Regions from separate parts of the Mus musculus genome. Here region 1 is linked to region 2. The links are chromatin contacts, called in public HiChIP or PLAC-seq maps. All regions are on one chromosome and are shown on one strand. The core of a region is the stretch at or near the end of the contact, and the rest is flanking DNA. Distances in the headings are between cores, read along the strand shown. Region 1 has its middle 8.3 kb from the start of Gm51916. Region 2 holds the start of D030028A08Rik (RIKEN cDNA D030028A08 gene).

Region 1 (5,915 bases), core at 1,036-3,535, 53 kb before region 2:
AACCTCCGGCCTCATGCGTGGGGAAGGTGAGGTTGTTCACTGTTGAATGGGATACAGAAGTCTGTCTCATTGTATTGTAGTCTACACTCAATACTCAGCGTGGTCACACTCTCTCTCCTACTTTGGGGAAAGCCAATGGGTGGTTTGATGTTAAAGGGAGTCCAGCTCTCCTCGGCCCCGCCTCCTCTATCTGCTCCCCAAATCCTCACTCAGTCCAGTCTGGGTGTCACCCTCTTCTGCCATTCCATTGTCAGCTCTGTCCCTTTCATCTTCCACTTCTGCCCCAGGGTCTAAAAGAGGATGCTGGGACAGGTGCAGGGGTGTTTGCAAAGGATCCACATGTCCCCACCTCATGTAATGACATCCCTGCTTGTCTCTCCCCCACCCAGGAAAAGGATAGGGGCACGGCTTTCCTCCCCTGCACTGAGGGAGGTAGCTTTGAGCTAGACTTCCTGATAACCTGGGTGTGGAAAAGTCCAAGGAGGAATTGAAGTCAAAATCCCAGGGTGCTATAGACCAGCCAGCCTGGAAGCCAAGGGAGTGGGGACACCCTCAGGGGTCCTCAGCTTGCTTCCACTGCAAAGGAACCCTAATTCCCATGCAGGGATGGGCTGCAGGCACCTGCTCCAGATATCAAATATTTAAAATATCTGCTTTTCTTTTTCTCCTATCTGTCACCTCAGAACTCACAGCTATTCCAGACATGGACACCCTGTGTCACCTCAGGAAGGGTCATCCCTTTCAGGGTCTGAACTCCCCGGCCCCCTCTGTACTAAGTTTATCTTCACTGACTGAATGGAACCTTCCACAGTTTCCTGACAAATTCTAACTCCCTGAATCTATCATCTGTAACACATTGAACAGAGGGGTCACTCCTTGGGTGAGCATCCTCCTACGGGAGTCCACAGCCCTCTTCAGTACTCAAGCAAGCACCAAGTGAGTCTGGTCCATGGCTCGGTGCTCATAAATACTTTGTGGATGAGTGAACGGTTTCTGCACTCGGAAAGTGCTTGCAGACATTGGTCCTACATCTGTCTTACTGATGGTTTATGGTTGTTCTGGTCCCAGAAGAGACGGACAGCTCCCCACTTCCATGCCCCAGCCCTATTGTGATTTGCAACTGTCTCTTCATCATTTAAGGGTGCTGGCTAAGGCTGGTGAGATGGCTTAGTGGATAAGAGTACTGACTGCTCTTCCGAAGGTCCTGAGTTCAAATCCCAGCAACCACATGGTGGCTTACAACCATTTGTACAACTACAGTGTACTCATATACAATCAATCAATCAATAAAAGAGTGCTGGCTAGATGGGTCATGGAGGTGCACACCTTTATTCCCAACATTTAGGAAGCAGGGGTAGGCAGAGTTCTGTGAGTTCTAGGTCAGCCAGGGCCACATAGTGAGACCCTCTAACAAACAAACAAACAAACAATGGTTTTGCTCAGCCTGGTACTTCTTGCTGTCGTCCCCCCCCCCCATTCAATGTCATTGGTCCAGTCGCCAAGTAGACTCAATATTTAATCAAACATTCCAAGAACAGGAGTTGTTCTGTCGATCTATTTCTTGAGAAGTAGCACGTCTGCATCTCTCTGCTCTGTGCCTAAATTTGTAATTCCCCCCTTTGCCTCCTTGCTTGACCTTTTCTTTGTTGGGGGAGTTTTTTTTTGTTTTGTTTTGTTTTGTTTTGTTTTCCGCAGCCCCTCAGCTTTTTTATTTTCCTGGAGGCACGAGTGTGTTCACGGGCACTCTTTCTCCTTTTTGCCTCTCTTTCCTTTATACCAAACAAGTGGCTGGGATAAAGGGAAAGGGAAAGGGGCGCGGGGGGGGGGGCGGTGGCAGGAGTTTGGCTAGGGTGTGTTCTTTTAGGTATCAGGGTCGTAAGGAGCTCCAGCCTTAACTGGGGACAGGCCCCGACAGGTGCAGCTGTCCAGATGTTGCGCAAAGCGAGGCGCGTGCCCTGGACCCAGTTTCTCAGTCAGCCCCAGTGAAGGCCCAAGAGGGACTGTTGCATTCAGATTAGAAATACCCTGTCCTGCCCTGCTTTTCCCCAGACGTGTGTGTGTGTGTGTGTGTGTGTGTGTGTGTGTGTTGGTTGTATGGAGAAGGGGGATGGGGGGAGAGAAGCAGAAACGTTCTCTGCCGGGAAAGGACAGCTTGGACCGGGAGGGAGTTGCCTGCGTCTGGGCCGCGGGGGAGCAGCAGGCCGGCCAGGCGGGGGTGAGTAAGGCCCAGCGGACGCAGGAGGCTCAGTGGCGGCGGCGGCGGCGATGGGGAGGAGGGTAATTACGCAGGGAGGCTCTCGCCACAGCACGTCCCCACAAATGAGAGGCCCCGGGCCCCAGACACCACACAACAAAGCAGGAGGCAATTATTTGGCTCCAGTGGGAGGGGACAGCTCTTCGCCGGCCCACTGCAGCCGAACACCCCGGCCTTGCAGAGGGCGCGGCGAGTTGGGGTTCAGGGTCCACTCTCACCCGCCCTGGAGGGCAGCGGCCAGGGCAAGGCCCCGCGGGGCTCCTGCTGAGTTGCTCTTCCCGGGGGTCTCCGTAGGGAAAGGCAGAGAGGCAAGAGGCCTCGGAGTGCTGAGCACCGGGCTAGCCTGAGCCAGTCCCCGAGTCTTCCACCAAGCCTAAGGGGGACCTCCTGGGAGCCACGCTGGGAAGTGAGGAAGGCTGCGGACCAGGCCTTAGGAAGGATCTAAGGAAATTTGGTTGGTATTGGGGAAGCCAGTGGCCAATTGATGAACCCACTTTCCCCAGCTATGGCCACACAAGGGGCAGCCAAGAGGCTCTCGAGCAGGTGGGGAAACCACAGCCAAGGGAGCAGGAGCCAGGGAGATTCCAGAGAACACGTGGCCTGGAATTCACACAATTGACATGTAAATCACATGCAAATCTACCTTCTCTTTTTCTCTCACCCTTAATTCTCAAATCAAGCTCTTTTGGGAGAAAATCCCTTTCCTCCCTGGTCCCTGCTTGCCTCCCCGTTGTCCATCAATCCATCCATCCCTACCTACCTACCAAAACCCTGCAAACCCTGTCAGCGTCATGCCCCCCAGAGAAGGACTTCCCCTCTTTAGATGAAAGCCCAAAGTACAGATGGGGAAAAAGAGGCCTGAAGAGATTAAGGTACTTTCCCCTGCTCTAACAGCCCACTCTGAGGATGACAGGCTTCTGGAACCTTCTGACAACAGCCCTAGGTTAGGCTATCAAAGCATATGCCAGCTGGAGAGGGTAGAGCACCCAGGAGTCTTGAAGTCTGGTTTCTGGCTTCCGCTTTGTGGTTAGCTGCTAGGTGATCTTGAGCGAGCATTGTCTTTCTTCTCTGAGCCCATTTCTCTGAATGCCAAGTGGTCATCTCTGAAGGGGGTGGGGGGCGGTTCCTATGTGGGATCCTCTCCTGTATCACCCCCCTCCAGCATTGCTGCTGGGAGGCCCCTGGAGCCTATGGCCCCACATTACCCTCTGCACTACAGAGGGTGAACCCCCTCACCTCCCTAGTCCTGTCTTTATCTTCAGAACCGTGTTCAAGGAGGGTATGGTGACTCAACCTGTAATTGAAGCTCTCTGGAGACTGAGGCAGGAGAATCACTGCATATTTTTTTGGCCAGCCGGACTTACAGATGGCTCGGTGGATAAGAACACCGGCTGCTCTTCCAGTAGACCAGGGGCTGAGCCTCAGTGCGCATGTGATAGCTCATGACTGACTGCGACTCCAGTTCTAGGGGACCCAACAACTTTTTCTGGCATATTTGGGGACCAGAAACACACGTGGTGCACAAAACATACACGGAAGCAAAACACTCACAATGCAGAAATAAAAATCTTTTGTTTGTTTCTGTGTTCCGACCGACTGTCTCCTGGAAGCCTCCTCTGGCTACCCCTCTGGATTCTGGTCATTCCTGTGTATCAAGTCCCCTCTGTGTAAAAGGCTCCCTAGTTTTCAGTGCTTGCCTTGGAACACCTAACTTACTGGCGACATTACACGGCCCCCCTGTGACCCAGCTGGAGGCAGACCTGTCTTTCCCATTCGACTCTGACCCTCTCAAAGATGCAGGTTATGCCTTCTGCAAATACTAGAGGCCTCAGAGAGCAAAGAGTTCCCACCAGGGTAGGACTGTGTCTCTATCGCCAGGTCAGGGCTTTTCTTCCAGGTTGAGGACTCTCTTCTCCCACGGCTCTAAGCAAGTTCCACAGGAGCCATTCCGCAGGCAAAGCATCCAACGACGTGCCTTTCTGCTCTCCCAGGTCCATCCCTGACCCAGACAGTTTCTTCAGCTTTCCTCCCAACCTCCCCTCTCAGGCTTCTGCCATTGTTAAAGCCCTGCTGCTAAAGGGGCAGTTTTTTGCCATCTTTCTTTCCTGGCCAGGAGTGATTCTGTCCTCTTCAGGGAACTCTGTCCTGACATCTGCCTCCTCCTCCTCCTCCTCCTCCTTCACCTACCTCCTCGTCCTCCACCTCCTCCTCCTCCTCTCCTAGCCGGCTGCCTCCTCCATCCCTCTTCAGGGCCTCAGGGCAAGCATTTGCCCTCTGCCATGTAAGTGCATTCCTGGGCTTGGCTCCCAGGCTCCCTGCTGTCCCATGGGACCTGAGAATCCTGTTCGTCCTCCTACACCACCCCCAGAGTACTTAGGTCCTTTGCTTCCCAGCTCTGACCCTGGGGCTTCCTGGGGCCTAAAGTACTGGGTCTCCTGATGCTGTCTGCCCGGTGCCCTTTCTGCTTCAGACACTGAGGACCTACCCACTCCAGTTGCAGGCATCTCCCAGGGTTTTCCCGCCTCCACAACTTCTCTGTCTTTGCCTCAGGGAGACTCTCTACCTAAATCCACCACTTTATATTCATTTACATGTGTGAGTCCAGCCCAAGCAAATTAATGTAAATGCAATGCAAACAAAACGCATAACCCTAAGTGGCTCTGAGCTACGGGAACTTCTCAAGGAAAAGCTCCCTTTTTCCCTTTCTTCCATCCAACATTCAAGGGAACTTGGAGGGAAAAGCAGCTTGGCTATGAGGTCCCGGCTGGGATGCCTGGCCCTTTGGAAAAATCAAAGCCCAGGGCCTGAGCTCTGCAATAGCTGTGCCCTCTTGCCCTTTGACCTTGTTCAACTTTGACTCTTCTTGCACAAAGCTTCAGTAGTCCTTGAAGATTTTTACCTCCCCTGGCTCTGGTCTCCAGCATAGGACCTCTGCACCCCATTTTCCCCCCGAGGATGGGTAAAGGAGGTGGTTCTTCATGGGCTCTGTAAGGGTCTGAGGAGTCCTGCCTGTTTTACTGAGTGTACCCCCTTTGGTTTTTTGCCTGACCTAGCACCTCAAATCTCTGCCACGGGAGTGTTTCTATGGATACCATCTTCTGTTGACAGACAAGTGACACTGAGGTCAGGGCTGGCACATTCTGACACACACACATGATCAGGAAGCGGGAACTTGGGAATATCTGGTAGATTCGGAGGTTCTTAGAAAAGCCAGAGTGTATGGATGGACAGACTGGACACTGCCTAGAAGTGCATTTAACTGCGCCAGGGAGGCTGAGGCAGCAGGCGCATGTCTTTGAAGCTTTGAATTATATTGTAAGACCTTGTTTCTAAAAGCCTAAGCCAGGGGCTGGAGAGATGGCTCAACAGTCAAGAGCATTCATTTCTTCTCACAGAGATCCCAAATTGTGTTCCCAGGACCTACATAACTCCGGCTCCATGGGACCCAGTGTCCTCTTCCGGCCTTCTAGGGTAGCCTCGGGTATGCATGCACACACAGGCACACATAAACATGAATAAAAATCAGTTAAATCTGCAGGGCATGGTGGCGCATGCCTTTGATCCCATCACTTGGGAGGCAGAGGCAGGTGGATTTCTGAGTTCGAGGCCAGCCTGGTCTACAAAGTGAGCTCCAGGACAGCCAGGGCTATACAGAGAAACC
Region 2 (5,953 bases), core at 2,460-4,959:
AATTCCAAGCCACTCCTCTCATAGAACCTCAACATCCATGGCTTCAAGCGCCATTTTGGAAGCTCATGACACGAACTGGTATCACCAGCCGAAGGCTTTCCCTCAGATTCCAACTTCCACTTTCCAGCCCAACCAAACATGGGTGTCCCATAAAACTTCAACAGTTAATGAATTCATCTTTTCCCAAAATTTCTTCAACTGGTAAGTAGCAGCAGCCAGCCAGCCTAAAGTCAGTCCCGGTGAGCCGCTCTCTCCCTATAGTCCCTCTCAATACTTATACATTAGCCACACCCCCGCCCCCGCCCCCAGCTTCCACTTGGACAACACTATAGCTATCCCCAGCAGCTTCTGGCCACTAGCCTCACCCTCCCTCCCTTGTCATCCACTGGGTCACCAGAGTGTGGAGGCAGAGGCAGGTGGATCTCTGTGAGTTCTAGGACAGCCAAGGCTACACAGAGCATCCCTGTCTCAAAAAGCCAAAAATAGATAGATAGATAGATAGATAGATAGATAGATAGATAGATAGATGTGTGTGCCCGGCATGGTGGTGCATGACTGTAATCTCAGTACTAAGGAGGCAGAGGCAGGGGGATGTCTGTGAGTTTATGGTCAACTTGGTCTACACAGCAAGTTCCAGAAAAGGCAGAGCTACATGGAAATAAATGGTCCTGTATAAAAAAATAAATAAATAAATAAATAAAAAGAAAAAGAAAAAAGAAACAAAAAAAGAAAGGAAAAAAAGAAAGAAAACTTTAGAAACAAACAGTTAAGACAAAAGACATAGCCCCTGAACCCTGAACTTCTCTGTTTCATCCCGAGAAAGCGAGAAAGCGAGAAAGCGGTGTAGCTCTGTGAAATGCCATTGTGCAAGACACTGCTTACTGAGTTGGGCCTGTCTCCAGAAAAGAACACTACTACAAAGTCGGAGGATGGCGAACGAAGCCCCAGGAAGAAAATGCAGAGCCAGTTCGGAAAAACAACAAAAGGAAGCGAAGTGTCTCCAGGGCTCGGTCCTTATGCATGGAAGGCTCGCTTTGTGGTTTAGCCACCAAATCCCACTTAGCAGAAAAGCAAAACACAAGCCTACTTGTTAACTTCCAGACAAAAGGAAAATACAGAGAAGGAGTCAACAGCAAACTTCCCTAGACTGTTGCCTGGGAAGAGAGCGGCAGTTGGACTCCGGCTCTTTTTCCTTCCCCATCTGGTTTGGCTTAGTTTCTATGGAGCTGCGGCTGGAGTCCAGTGCCTGGTGCACGGGATGCCAGCGCTCTGCCACTGGGCCACCCCCCCCACCCCACCCCCAGCCCTTAATAAAGCCTTTCTTTGGAGATAAATTCTTGCTCAGCTGCCCAGGCTGGCCTCAAACTCATAATCCTCCTGCCTCAGCCTCTTAGGTAGCTGACTAGCAGACACATTCCACCACACCTGCCACTCCCCCCCCCCCCCAAGGTCTTAAACAAACAGAAACACCCACCAGGAATGTAGATTTGTAGCTACACAATGTCACAATATAAAGAATTGGAAACACTGTGTCTAAAAGATGGGCCCTCACTACCTTCAGGGGTGGGGCAGGTGCATCAGGTTGCTGTTTGAGCATCTCATCGATTTCTAGCTACTTGGCTTCAGCAGCATCTCACCGCTCCAAGGGCCCAGATGCATCAGCTGTTACTGGCCACCTTCCCTCTTCCTAAACACCTGTTCCACTGCCCATCTGGCAAATACCCTTTAAGACAATCTTCAAGGGCTGGAGAGATGGCTCAGGGGTTAAGAGCACTGCCTGCTCTTCCAGAGGTCCTGAGTTCAATTCCCAGCAACCACATGGTGGCTCACAACCGTTTGTAACAGGGATCCAATACCCTCTTCTGCTGTGTCTGAAGACAGCGACAGTGTACTCATTTATATAAGATAAAAAAATGTTTAAGACCGACCATCTCCAGTCGGCTCCCACAAGGAAGCCTTTCTGCACTGATTGGCCCCCTTCGGTTCAGTTTTCCTTTGCCTAACAGGACCATGCTAACCACCTGCGACTCTCTCTGGCTCACAGACCTGCCAGTGTGGCCAGGAATCATGCTATGGCCTTCACTTTGGTACTGTAAGACCTGGCTCAATGCCTAGCCTAAAGGCAGTCTCTGGTAAATGTTTATTGAATGGATAGGCTATATAAATACACATCTCATGGTTGTTGTGTGGTTTTGTTTTTTGGTTTTGGAGGTTTTTTTGTTTTGTTTTGTTTTGGTTGGTTGGTTGGTTTTTCGTTTTTTTGTTTGTTTGTTTGTTTTTCCTTTTTAAGGCTGTGCAGCTGGTATTAATCCCATGATCCTTTCCCTCTGCCTCCCAAGGGCTGGAGTCCCAGCTGTGTGGCGCCACACCCAGCTCATGATCCTGTCTTGGAAGTCTCAGTACCTAGGAAGCTCTTGCTCCAAAGAAAGAGCAGCCCCGGGAATAGAAAAAGAGAGTGGACCTTATAAGGGATGCTGATGACTAACTACTACAGTCCACTGCAAGAGCCAGACGACTCTCCCCATCCTGCTCATGGGAGAAAACGACAATGCACCAAAAATTCTAGGCTAGCCTCACGTTTACTATGTAGCCAAGGCTGGCCTTAGTCTAAGTGCTGAGACAACCGGCAGGCATGCACCACTTTTCTCAGCAAGCTTCCTTCCTCTTGCTTCTGTGCAGCAGATTGCGCTGGCTCAAGCTGTAGACAGAGGATAATGAGTTCCCACTGCAGACACCAAGGCAGGCCAAGAAGGTCTCTTACCTGGCACAGTGCTGGGTGCCTGTCTACATGGCTCTTGGGGCTCCCACTCCGGATACTGGTAGACACCAGGGCTACAGAGTCATCTTCCACCACGGGCTGCCCCAGGCAGATCAAAGCTGGAAGAAGCGTTGTGAGGATTTCCTACTTCTCTCTCAGCCAGACATCCACCACGTGAAGTCAGCGTGCAGGCGCCGCACCTGTTCCCTGTATCCTTGGCTGGCTATTGCCAAAAACTATGCCTCCCACTACCTAGAAAGGAACAACAAAGAAATAAAAACAGCAACAACAACAAGAAGAAATATGAAAAGGAGGAAATAACCAAGTTGAAAGAGGTTTAGGAAAGGGACAGCCCTTCCATCTGTTAGAGCAGTGGCTAGTAGTAACTCCACTGCATTGGGTATAGGATGCCCTGAGCCCAGCCCAACCCTTAGGAAAGGGTTACAAGTTAGAAGGGAAGACCATTCTGCTCTGGGGTAGCCTGATTCCAATTTCTGTCTTCTTTCTATTCAGCTGACTCCCTTCTCGCCTCAGAGTCTCCTTCCTGACCCCAGAGTGCTTCCCCAGTCCCCAGAGTATCAGCCCACCACCACGACCCTCAGCACCTGCCCTGCGGTTTACAAGGCAGTTTCAGTCTCTCCTTACTCTCAAGCCACAATCTTCTCCCTCAGTCTCTCCCTGTGTCCCTAACACCTTTGCTTCCGAGTCCGGCCCCCAAACCATGTTTTCTTGCCCAGTCTTCCAACCTCCGCTGCGCCAGGAGGGGATCCCTGCCCTACGTTCTTCTTCAGTAGCCCGCCACTGGCCGGCCACTTACTGCGGACCTCTCCTCTCCAGCCCCGAGACTTCGCCCCGCCCTCGCCTTGGCTGCTGTCCCTATACCTTTAACAAACCTCCACGTGCTTCTTAAACGGCGGTGACAGCATTTCCTTGTCTCTCTGCTCCCGCCCCTGGAGGCGCTGCCCATTGGCTGCTGGGTTCCTTCATTCCCGCTCTAATTGGTCTCGCTCCAGGTAACTCAAACCAATAAGCTCTCCAGGTATGGATCCCTGCTCTGGTCCTGGACAGCTATTGGTTGATCCTAGGCACCTTGGTTCCGAGAACTTAGGACTTACTAGCTTGTCTGGGGCTCTAGTAAATTCTTCCTTCCCAGGCTAGACACACAGGCTGAGCAATTGGTTCCGAACCCAGGGCCAGGCGACGCTGGGTCACGTGGCCGACTGCTTACATGACGTGCGGGCTGCTGAGCGTCACTGTGACGTTCAGGAGACCTGCGAAGTGGACGGGCTACCTCCGTCACCTGTGCTGTCGGGGTGCAGTCATGGACCTGGGACCAATGCGCAAGAGTTACCGCGGGGATCGAGAGGTGCTGCCGCTGCCGCCGGGACACGGAAAGGGGGTGTCCCTAAATTAGCAAAGGGTTGGAGGAGCGCCTTGTGCTTTCAGGGGCCACTTACAAGGCAACGGGATTTAGGGGTCACCCTGATGGGAGAAGAGGGTTTCAGAGACAGCTACTGGGGAGGGCCTCAGGGGAACCGTGGATTAACGTGTACTCATAGACCCCTTGACATCAGAACCCACCTGTGTTGGAACCCAGCCCTTTTCTGACTGTCTCGCTGTGGACAATTTATGCTCTTTGGGCCTCAGTTTATCCACCTGTAAAGTGGTGATACCTACTTCACAAGGATGCTGTGGGTTTGGGGGTTTTCTCATTTTTTACATTTTTATACATTTAGAGTGTACATGTGTTTATACATGTATGACAGGCGACAACTTTCAGGAGTTTTTTGGTTTTTGTTTTTGTTTTTTTTTTTTTCCCACCATGTCGTAGGTCACCAGGAATGAACTCAGGTTGTCAGGTTTCGTGGTAGATGTCTTTACCAGTCTATATTTAGGCATTTGTAAAATGCTTAAAACAGTCATAAACGTGATATAAATTTATAAAGGAGCGGAAGCTGGGCTTGTAGCTGAGTGTTGTGGAGTCTTGCCTGGTGTGTATGAGGGTTCTGGGTTCCACCTTTGGCACCAAATGAACTAGGCACAGTGGATCCAGAGTTCAGGGTCCGGCTACACAGTGAGTTCAAGGCTAACCTGGAAGCTCTTCGTTTTAACCTCCCTCATCATGATCTTCTCCCCACTCAGGTCAGGGACCAAGAGATCAGTTCTGGGATTGGGATCCAGAGCTACAGTGGCCAAGTGTGCTTATCCGTGAACATCTGCAGGAGTGCTTGACTGAGATGTAGGCTCTTGTGAAACCTTAGAACTACTTCATGAAAAAGAATGAGGTGACCCACAGGAACTTCAGCACACTCCAGCCCTGGTTCATCCCTTCCTCCTTAGGAGACTCAGGGACTTACTGGGCCGTTTTATGCCTGTTTCACCATCTGTAAATGGACATAGAACCTACTTCCTGAGTAGTGTTTTGTTTGGTTGGTGTTTTTTTCTTTCTCTCATGGTCATCATTATGATGGCTAAATGCATTTACATTTGAAAAACATCTCAGCCCATTGCCAGGCACAGAGTAAACATTGTTCATTCGCTGACATCAACCTCTCTTTCTAGGCATTCGAGGAGACTCATCTGACCTCTCTGGATCCCATGAAGCAGTTTGCTTCCTGGTTTGACGAGGCTGTTCAGTGTCCGGACATAGGAGAAGCCAATGCTATGTGTGTGGCTACCTGCACCAGGTACACACAGCCTGGGGCCTCTGTGTGGGTGGGTCCAGATGGAGATTAGGAAGTGCTCTCAACATTATTATATCTTTAGTTCCGCTATTAAAGCCAGCCTTCTCTGAGCCCCAGTAAACCAGTCCTTAACTGGTAAACCAAAGCCAGATCACTGAATACTCTCTAGTGATAAAATGCAGTTCCTTATACATCTCCATCCCTAATGTATCCCCTCACGGCCCTTGGCCTCCCTCAGGCTCCTATCTGCTCACCCCTCATGGCCCTTGGCCTCCCTCAGGCTCCTATCTGCTCAAGCCCTGACTTTTGGAGCTATATCTGCTGGGACTGGCCCTGAGGCCCTATTCTCTCTCTCTCTCTCTCTCTCTCTCTCTCTCTCTCTCTCTCTCTCTCTCTCTCTTTTAAGGATTTATTTATTTATTATATGTAAGTACACTGTAGCTGTCTTCAGACACCCCAGAAGAGGGCATCAGATCTCATTACAGATGGTTGTGAGCCACCATGTGGTTGC

What was found. HiChIP or PLAC-seq counts read pairs in DNA pulled down with a chosen protein or histone mark.
Region 1: a contact with region 2 is called in an H3K4me3 HiChIP or PLAC-seq map of the SCID.adh cell line, with 16 read pairs. The contact joins the enhancer-like site here to the promoter of D030028A08Rik in region 2. A contact is called at or near these places in 1 of 39 promoter capture datasets (the SN4741 cell line), 9 of 115 datasets of contacts at active chromatin or transcription factors (the 230-238 cell line, CD8 T cells, the HPC-7 cell line and 3 more) and 3 of 9 other capture datasets (adipose tissue, liver and pancreatic islet).

Annotation. Positions count from the first base shown.
Region 1 is chr11:96,993,896-96,999,810 of GRCm38.p6, reverse strand. No RefSeq gene overlaps it. Among named protein-coding and RNA genes, the nearest start is that of Gm51916, 8.3 kb to the right of the region's middle. Within about 2 kb of position 2,285, at least 139 of the 459 cell types and tissues checked have an H3K27ac peak or open chromatin away from gene starts, as enhancers often do. A contact at or near this core is called in the 230-238 cell line, CD8 T cells, the SCID.adh cell line and 3 more, where this site is marked.
Region 2 is chr11:96,941,902-96,947,854 of GRCm38.p6, reverse strand. It overlaps D030028A08Rik (RIKEN cDNA D030028A08 gene), which reads right to left and starts at 3,709. Exons shown (of 6, transcript NR_003293.3): 1 at 3,641-3,709; 2 at 2,762-3,010. It overlaps Pnpo (pyridoxine 5'-phosphate oxidase), which reads left to right and starts at 3,836. Exons shown (of 7, transcript NM_134021.2): 1 at 3,836-4,124; 2 at 5,321-5,445. The coding sequence starts at 3,987.